Regions from separate parts of the Triticum aestivum genome. Here region 1 is linked to region 2. Evidence: chromatin contacts called from public Hi-C data. All regions are on one chromosome and are shown on one strand. Each heading gives the region's core, a stretch centred on a gene start, on an enhancer-like site or on the middle of the called end of the contact. The rest is flanking DNA. Distances are from core to core; before and after follow the strand shown. Region 1 holds the start of LOC123071738 (rust resistance kinase Lr10-like). Region 2 holds the start of LOC123071733 (calreticulin-3).

Region 1 (5,118 bases), core at 2,607-5,106, 720 kb before region 2:
CATCTTTAAAAACACACATAATTTTTTCCTGGTACACATTTTCATACAATGCGCATACATGGATTTTAAGAATCAATTTTCAGAAACGTCCACGTGGCCTTCTCCACACACAAGAACGCTGAAAGGGGAATTTATCATGTACAAACAATATTGTTGCGAGAAGCATTTTCTGTAGACATGGTTCTCTAAAAGTGGCTACTACATTTGGCTTTTGACAGCGAAACGACGACCACAGTCCATTCTTTACATCTAGCGGTGCCTTTTCCTACCTCCGGAAGGGAGCATTGATTTTGCAAGTCAAGAACTGGTGCGCGTACTTTGGTGGTTAAACCACCACACCACACCACACCGCACCACACCAGCGCGTTGGATTTCATTTCAACGAGAGATTGCGGTACGTCCGTGGAGCGCGACGGGCCACCCTCTACAACTAGGAGTAGATTACTAGAGCAACATTATTATCATCAATATTAGTGATTAGTCCAGCGTGAGTGCCGCATTATTATTTCCAGATATTTTCTGGTTCACCATCACCAGCCCAGCCGATGCCCAGTCGTATATTCATTCGTTAATCTGAACCTATCGATGCTGATTGTTTGACAATAAGTTGGGCACCTACCCCGTCTCCCGGCCAATTCCCCTGCCAATCGCCAACCAATTACTCCTAATCCGATATCTTCCCCGTGTTCGAAGAAATGAGGACATGAGCAAGCATATTTTAGGGGGGTGAGAATCCAATCCGTGTTAGAAATTCTACCGCCATTGCCGATGAACGAGAAAAGTTTTCTCTGAATCCACAATGTTCCAAGATTTCATTGCCCTATGAACTATGATTGCCAACCGGTGGTTGGTGTGGCAGCGAGCGGTGTCTGGGCTAGAATGGAAAGGGAATAACATGTATGTTGGGTTTTTCTTGTGAACGCCTATGCGGTCACCTAACAAACATTTTTGATTCTGCTGGGAATTCGGTAGTACTATTGAAATTGTGAGCGTGATAGGGGAATAAGGTGGCTGCCCAAAATCATTCCAGGTCCTGGGTTTAATCAAAGTCGCTCGGACGAAATGACCTGTTTTCTGGTATAATGATGCTACCGATATCTATTATCATGCACAGATGCACCTACTAACCTAATCCGTTGAATTTTCTTGTAACACGGAGCACAAATCCCAGCATCGCCCAACGGTCGCGTCAAGGAGCCGGGAATGCTGTCATGTCACGGGGATTCTTCCAGGCCTCGGGATCAGAGTTGGAAAAACAAGATAGGGTTGGAAAAGCAATGTATTTCGTTATTATACTGTATTACTCGCATGGATCATGCGTGTGAGTTGGTACTAGGTCACTGGTGATGGATGTGGGGGTGTGGCGTGTGAGGCTTGAGGAGTGGAGTGGAGCACCCCCAAATGATTGATCGGGTAGTTCGAAGCCGAAGCCAAGGTGTCAGTGGATCATGCTCCAGACAAACTGGATAGGATTTTTCATCATTGCTGCGCTGGAGCCTGGAGCTGCGGCGCTGTCATCATGGGCCCATGTCTCCCCAAATCTAACGTGTCTGCATGCTCAGTGCTGCTACACACATATCTTCAGTGATGTGTCACCCGCAACCTGCAGATCATCTCTGGTGTTTTATCTGAACAATTGTTTGCCTGCTAATGCTATGCTGAATCTGGAGCACATTCATCAGGGAATAAATACACGGAGGCATTTCCTCTCTGAAGTATCAGGTGGAGGAGGCGGGCTGCTCTTCGGAAGGCTCTTCAGAGTCGGACTGCAACACGTCCGGAGCGTCCTTGGAGTCGGACAGCTCCACGTCAATAGCATCATCGGTGTCAGGCTCCTTCTCCAGCTCAAGGATCACATTGAACCCGAACGACGAGCCCGGCGCGAACGACGACTCCAGGTCGCCTTCCGATTGTGTCGTCGCGATTTCAGGGTTCACCTTGATGTTTTCCTGGGTCGGTTGCAAAGCCAGCGTCAGTTACTTCTGAATCCAAAAGTCAAAGGTTGGCTAGTCTGTTCTAATTTTTTATGAAGTGGCACCAACCTTCTTGACGAAATCGCCGACGGTTACGCTGAGTATTTCCTGAAGGATGAACTTGGTGACCCGGCTCTTGCCGAGCATCGACAGGAGAATGCTGCTTGGTATCTGGACACAGTACAGGGATTCAGAAGCTGTCGTCAGTTCTCGGTTCTTAATGTGGGGGGTTAGGACAGCAGTGCAGACTTGATAGTGTAGTTTATGTCTATGTCTAGCCGTGTCATTTCTTGATTGCAGTTAGTATTTAGTAGCCCACACTTTCGGTTGAAAATTTAGCCGGTAACAGTTGAGCGTACTCGGCGATGCTCGATGGAAACAAACTACTCCTGTCCTTAGGTGGTTTTATTTCTGAACAAGGACAGTGTTTTAAAAGACTTCACCATTCCGAGGAGGAGTTGGTTAACAACCATCTTGAAAAGTATGCGTGAAAGAAAAGGTAGCCTTGACTTACAATGCAATTAAAACTGGCAACCCCAGAAACTAAACCCCATTCAGAACGGCGGAATTTCAGACGAGAATCAGGGGAGTTTGCAAATGAGGCGTGAAAGGTTCATAGGCACTTACATTCGATGTTTTCCCTTCAACCATCCAACAGATATCCATGAAGAAAAACGGCAATAAAATTGTTAGAAGCTTCAGTGACTTGGAGCAAGCAAATATGTAAAATGTTTCTTGCAAGGAAATGGGGATTAATTGATATACCACCCTTGGACCTTCTGAAACCTGGAACCGGCGGCGCATCCTTGGCCAGGCTTGTCAAGGCTGCATCAAACACCTTCTGCGTTTCCTTCCCGGGCAGCTCGATTCTTAGCTGCAGGCAACAAGTTCCCAGCATCAGATGAGTCAAGACCACTCAAAACATCTCTAGGTACATGTCCCATTAGTTGAATACAAATGTATGCATCAATGTATGTGACTAGTAGATGTGGACAGCTTTTTTTTTTTCTGAGTTGACAGCTTTAATTTAACATGGCTTGGCAGAGTGCACAAACAATCTCACATGGATCTTTTCGTCGTCGCGTTTGACAACGGTTGTCTTGAAGCTATCCAGCGAGAGCCCAGTCTTCTCGGCCTCGGCGACCGATGCGCCCCGACCTGCAGTTCTCTGAAAACCTCAACGACTCTATCTGATTCTGAAGGTTTTGCGTACCATTTGGAACATCACTGGCGGTGATAAATACATGTACTGTTGTGGGCATTTGTTGCAGAAGTTGCAGCTCACCTGATCGAGCCGCCGAAACCGGCAGGAATGTGTGCCTCGCATTTCTCCCGGTAGAAACAAGCAACCTGGTACATTGACCGCCACCAGTTATCCTATGGCAAACTGAACACTGAAGCAGCAAGCAGAAACACATACAGCCATGGTCCATGGAAAATTCAGGTTTTACCGTTGGGCAGGCATGGGGCACTTGCAGGCATCACCAATCTTCATGTGGATATGAACCGGGTCAGCCGCCTACAGGGTTAAATCAATGGCAATCGCTCGTGAAACTCCTACGCTGCTTGCGTGAGGGTACGTACGGTTGAAGGATTAACGGAACCTGAAGCTGGGAGAAGCCGTGGCATCGTGGACCGAGCCGGAGCTTCGGAAAGGTCGCGGCTGAAGCCATGGATGCGGGAGGCGAGCTTCTCCGAGGTTTCGGCTGCGATTTGGAGGGGCGGAGCTGGGGAAGAAGGGGAGCCGTAAAATGTTATCCGAAATTATCTGCAGCAAGGAGAGAGGGAAGGGAAGACTCGCCTGCGTGGGCCACAAGACGGCAGACGCTGCTTTTCAGCCCAAGAGTCTCTTCTAGCTTTGCGAGTCTAAATGGGCCGTCTAGTTGGGCCTGTTCAAGTCGATGTGGCTTTCGCTGACATCATGATCCATGCTCCCCTCGGCGGCGGCGGCGGCGGCGCCTGGACGGCGGGTCCGGCGAGATGTTCGTGTAGGTGTGGTGGTCTCTTCGATTCTTTCCCTTTCTTCTCTCCTTGCTTCCTTGGTGGTTAGCGCCGGTGGCAGCGGCGCCGCTGCCGGTCACCACCGTGATAACCATCGCTGCTCCAGGCGCAGCCCGGGCTACCCTCCCGCCGGACTTGCTTAGGTATATACATCCACACTTTTTTCTTCTTCTGTAAACTATTTAAGCCGTTGCAAATCGCCCAGACCGGCTTGTTTGCTTCTTGCTGCAGTGAGCTTTCCTCTGCTGACTAGATCTTGCCTCTGAAGTCTGAACTGAACTGAACTGGTATCAGATTCAGAATTATTTTCATATCTGACATGATGACATCTCAGCATATCTGCATACTTACAAAAGCCAACATTTTCGTATGCTAGCAGCTACATTTTCATTCCTCGTTTCACTGGCGAAATTCTTGCCAATTGATTGACTAGCGTTATTTAGAACACATATAGTTCTGTTTGCCATGTAATAAGTGACCCATTTTTCCTCTAGCTGCAGTCAGCACCATGATGCTTTGGTACCCTTGTGTAGCCCTGTGTATTCTGAATGATACTTCGGGCGGCCCGAGAATGATGATGCTCAAATCTGATGGTCCGTCGCAGATAGCCACGGCCACGGTAATCCCTTCCCATTGCTTTCCTCTTATTTTTAGTATCACCCTAAATATTTAGAATAGGAATTGTAACTTCGCCCCCATTCTTATTAGTAGAAACCAAACTTCGCATAAAGTTTGTAAAAAACAAATAGGAGTGGGGCACAGACCTGACACTGACATGTATTACTTAATCCCTTGCCATATCGCAGCAGCTTATGCCGGCATCCCTGCCTGATGATACAGAAGGAGTCAACAAGGATCGTACATATATTGCACATCTTCTCTGTGATAACATATGGCAGCAGCGATGTGGACATTAACCATATCATACCAGGTCTTTCTACAGGCTCTTTTAAAATAATTTCCAGCACCCCTTTGTGTTTGTTTTCGCCCATCTCTCCTTACAGTGACATGCCACTACACTATGGGTGCATATTTTCTGCTCCTGGATCTTGTATTAATGGAGAGAGGGTTGCCCAGCACAAGAAGAGAAAGCCTACAATGAAGCCAGAAGAAGAGCTAAACAGTTGACTATCGTTGATGCCTC
Region 2 (4,687 bases), core at 1,303-3,802:
CTCGCATGACCCATAGCACGCTTGTTTGTTGTAGCGTGTTCCAACTTTTATTTCTGATCCAGTATTGGTTGATTGTAACCCCATTGACATTGAATAAAACTCCCCGATTACCTGCAAAAAAAAACTCAAGTCTTTGCACATATTGGCAACATATGGCTAGGAGAAGGTCCATGAATTATTGATTTATCAAATTAATGAAATAATAGTTGCCTTATAATGTGACATAAAAGTGGACGCGGTTGTTTTGATCCCAAGCCATGAGCTCGGATGAACAGTAAAATAAAAAAGGGGAAAATTCGAAGAATTTTTTTTTGTGTGTGACAAACATTGACAAATGTTTTGAGTGATTGCAATGTATCATCATCGGATGACATTCGTGGAAAACATGGCAAAAAAAATCAATGCTCCAGAATGTTATTTTCAAAAGCATTTTGGATCATCAATTTTGTTTTTTCGTCACGTCTTCCACGAATGTCATTTCATGATGAAGCTTTGCAAGCAATGAAAATTTTATAAATGTTTGGAACAAAAAAAAGTAATTTTTTTCTGAAATTTCCCCTTTTTTATTTTATTGTTCACCCGAGCTCACATGGGCTTGGCATCAGAACAACACTTTTGCATAAAAGTCACTTTTTAAAATAGGGAAATAGTATTTTCATAATTCAAATGGAACCAACCTTTGGAATAGATGCAAATGTGGAGACAAATATCATCTCCATAAATTTTTATGATTTATGGAAGAGGAAAAATGTATTGGTCTGAATTTATGAGACACTTATGGCCACAAAGGAATATTTAATATATGAGAAAATATTTTGCAATTGATGGCATTTTTTTTGTAGACCACTTGCTTCACTCCCACAAATTACATGGGCCAACCCATTCGTGTTTCTTATTTTCCAGATTCCTTTCCCTGTTCCGGTTCTTCTCCGGTTTGTACTTTTTTTCTCTGGTTTTTATTGCGGTTTTTCCTGGATTTTCTTTTTTCTTGTATTCTGCTTTTTCAGTTTTTTTAAATAATACAAGCAATTTTAAATTATACAAACATTTTCAAAATGGATGTGAACACTTTTTAAATTGCATGAATATCTTTAAATGCATGACACATATAAAATTACATGAACCTTCTTTTAAAATATTTGTTCATTTCAAAACTGCATAAATATTTAAAAAAAATAGAACGACACTATTTAAAGCACATGAACGATCCTTAGCTCGATTCATGTAGTAGATGGCACCGCCCATTTACCCCTTTCATTTCTGTCCATTTTTTAAAATGTAAATGGGCCAAGGCCTAAGACATGGCCCGTTAATTCCAACAAATGGTTTATATGTCTATATTATACTCCCTCCGTTCCTAAATATAAGTCTTTGTAGAGATTTCACTAGGTGGACTGTATACGAAGCAAAATGAATGAATCTATACTTAAAATGCATCTATATATATCCGTATATAGTTCATAGTGGAATCTCTATAAAGACTTATATTTAGGAACGGAGGGAATACTTTGTTCTGCCAATAAGCAATTATGCTGTTTGTCACATGTTACTAAGATGCCCCGATATGTATCAATCTTGTGGACGCTTTCCAGTCTCTAGTTTTTTGAAATATGTAAGAATCACAATTGTATTTATTTGTCAGATGGTGTAAACTCACATTTTGTAACGTGAAAATGTAACAGAAAAACAGAAAAACTGTGTTTTTTCTATCAGAATTATGTAGTGGAATTTATAGTTGTTTGAAAGCATGAGCTAGTGCAGATATTAGAACATTCATCATCACTGAAAACAGGCTGTTATAAGTCATAAGCTGTTTGAAACCCATCCTTACAGACAGCTGGCTTATGCATACCCAACCTGTAATGACAAGTATAGTATCTCTCTCAAATAATAAAAAAAACTGTACTCGAGCTGCTTGCTCTTGAACTTACGTAGCCGCCGTCACTAGAAAATTGCATGCACATCGTAGCAGACTGAACTGCCGCGCTGCTTGCTCGAGCAGCGCGAGGCGACCCGTTCCGGGCCAATCGGCTCGGTCGGTCGACGTCGCGCTTGTGGACCAGAAGCTTGGCCCAAAGACACGGCGCAGAACCGCGGTGGAATTCTACAGCTACGCATGCCTAGTCCAGTAGCACCACGAGCCGCGACGACCGGTGGCGGCGCCAGCACGGCCGACGACGAGCGTCTCCGGTCCGGCGGAGCAGCAGCAGCACGTCGACAAAAGCGCGAAACACGTCAGTGCGACGACGTGGCGGTCCTCCATTGGCTGGCACCGTGGCTTGGCCGAGCTTCATTTGCTAACCGCATTAAAAAGTGGGGCCGGCGCCCAGGTGGGGACGTCCCACCCTCGCGGTCGCGGGTCCACCACCGTGGACTTTGACGGGTCGTCGCCGGCGTCCGCTGGCGACCCGGGACGGGGAAGGCCGCGCCGCTCCGGTCCACACCCCCACTCGCCCCCGCAAACAGCCCCCGGTCGTCACGAATTTACAAGGATGCCACCGCGCTCCCATCACCCGATCACTTGGTTGGTCGGGCCGGAGGGGCAATACCGTGAATAAGCGCCACATCCGCGGGCTGTTGCGGCGCCCCGCGCGCTACAAATATTCCCTTGGCACTGGAAAGCCCAGCAGACGCAGCAGCTCGGCTGGTAGCCACTACCTACTCCTCTTCTCCGGTGAGCCACCGGCGATGGGTAGCAGCCGCCGGCGGGGCGACCGCCAGCTCCTGCACCGCCTCCTCGCGCTCTCGTCGCTGCTCCTGCTCGCCTCCGGGGAGGTCATCTTCGAGGAGCGATTCGAAGGTAGTACTGCTCCCACTTCCCAGCTCAGCCTAGACTTGCTGCTTGCATGCTCCCTATCGCACCTGTATGTACCTGCTGCTATTTCTGTGCTGGTCCTTGCGAATTGGATTGGATTCGCTGCTCCCAAATTCCATTTTGGGCGAGTGATTGATGGGCGCCTGAAAAGTTTCTGTGTCGCCCCCCTGGATTGACCTGTATTTTGTTCATGCCCTTGGGAATTTCTGCTTCCCCTGTTCATGGTTTTTCGGTTCACAAAGGATGTTGACTTCCTTTGAAGATCCGAGCAAGGAATTGAGTGGTTGGAGGTGAGTGATGTAGTGATGTTTCCTGTTGAAGTAACTAGTTCCCTCAGCCTTGACACTGGGTGGGAAGTGTGGGATTGGGTATTTAAGTTGAACTGATGTCTGTGTTCATGGGGAGCATCAGTGTGATGGGAGTGGCCAGTGAATTGCTGACATGGCCTGGTGGTTTGCTTGACTTAGCTGCGATGCCTTGTCCAATACATGAGTTTGATTAAGTCACTGCTGGTTTCTAGTTGTCTCATATGGTTGTATGTTTCAGATGGTTGGGAGACTCGGTGGGTGAAATCCGATTGGAAAAGGAGCGAAGGGAAAGCCGGTACATTCAAGCACACGGCAGGAAAATATTCCGGAGATCCTGATGACAAAGGTTTGCTTTCCCATCCCTCATACTTCTTGTTTAATTGAGGATGATGATGTTTTGGTCGCAAGTCAAACAAACTCTTGCTTAGGACAGCTTAATTCTGGATGCTGTCTGATCCTTTTGTTTTATTCACGTGTTCTAGGCATTCAAACAACAATAGATGCTAGGCATTTTGCTATCTCAGCCAAGATACCGGAGTTCAGTAACAAGGGCCGAACATTGGTGGTCCAGTATTCCATAAAGTTTGAGCAGGAAATTGAATGTGGTGGCGGCTATATTAAGCTAATGTCTGGTTATGTCAACCAGAAGAAATATAGCGGAGACACTCCATACAGGTATGTTATTGCCTACTTCTTGCCCGTTGAATTTCCTGTTCTTACAATGATCCACCATTGCTGTTAGTAAGCTCCTAAGCAGACCCTGTCACTGTTTTGAGCATGTGATTTGAATGTAGTATAGTTGATGAGCAAAGGTCTGTCTCATGTAATTTGTTATATTATAGTATAAGTCCACCTAAGATGCTATGTCTTGCGAATGTCCATCCATGGTTAAGGCGAAATGAATAAATATAAACTGCTTATTTGTTCAGTTTTACTAGTCTACTGCCGAGTTATGCTGATAGCTTTCTCGTGTTCTCTTACGCAGCTTGATGTTTGGGCCAGATATATGTGGGACTCAAACAAAGAAGCTGCATCTTATACTCTCTTACCAGGGGCAGAACTACCCTATCAAGAAAGATCTACAATGCGAAACCGACAGGCTGACGCATGTTTACACATTCATTCTTAGGCCCGACGCATCTTATAGTTTACTTGTTGATAACCGTGAAAGAGAATCTGGGAGCATGTACACTGATTGGGACATCTTGCCTCCTCGTAAAATTAAGGATGTTGGTGCCAAAAAGGTAGCTCACTTTTTACAACTAGAAACGTTACAATGAGAGAATCATCTAACATACATGCATTTTTGCAGCCTAAGGATTGGGATGACAGAGAGTACATTGAGGATCCAGATGCGGTTAAACCTGAGGTTTGTATGCCCATACATTATTATGTGAATTTGATTATTTTACAGTGTATCAAATTGTTTTGTAACGGCTCATCTACCTTGGCCAGGGATATGATTCTATTCCAAGAGAGATTCCTGACCCAAAGGATAAAAAGGTATGAAACTTCCTATCTTAATGAAACTCAAGACATCAAACATTAAGTCACTGCACTTCAT

The links. Hi-C and Micro-C count contacts between places; a contact is called where the count stands out from the background.
Region 1: a contact with region 2 is called in a Hi-C map of leaf, with 4 times the contacts expected there. The contact joins the promoter of LOC123071738 here to the promoter of LOC123071733 in region 2. A contact is called at or near these places in 2 of 5 Hi-C or Micro-C datasets (both in leaf) and 1 of 1 datasets of contacts at active chromatin or transcription factors (leaf).

What each region holds. Positions count from the first base shown.
Region 1 is chr3B:686,633,645-686,638,762 of IWGSC CS RefSeq v2.1, reverse strand. It overlaps LOC123071738 (rust resistance kinase Lr10-like), which reads left to right and starts at 3,856. Exons shown (of 5, transcript XM_044495323.1): 1 at 3,856-4,117; 2 at 4,508-4,593; 3 at 4,781-5,118. The coding sequence starts at 5,112. LOC123071740 reads right to left here and starts at 3,795. Exons shown (of 8, transcript XM_044495325.1): 1 at 3,578-3,795; 2 at 3,425-3,492; 3 at 3,259-3,323; 4 at 3,037-3,131; 5 at 2,742-2,847; 6 at 2,601-2,614; 7 at 2,043-2,144; 8 at 1,591-1,949. The coding sequence starts at 3,646. The coding sequence ends at 1,719.
Region 2 is chr3B:685,912,536-685,917,222 of IWGSC CS RefSeq v2.1, reverse strand. LOC123071733 (calreticulin-3) reads left to right here and starts at 2,552. Exons shown (of 14, transcript XM_044495317.1): 1 at 2,552-2,800; 2 at 3,362-3,469; 3 at 3,606-3,798; 4 at 4,109-4,367; 5 at 4,436-4,492; 6 at 4,579-4,626. The coding sequence starts at 2,689.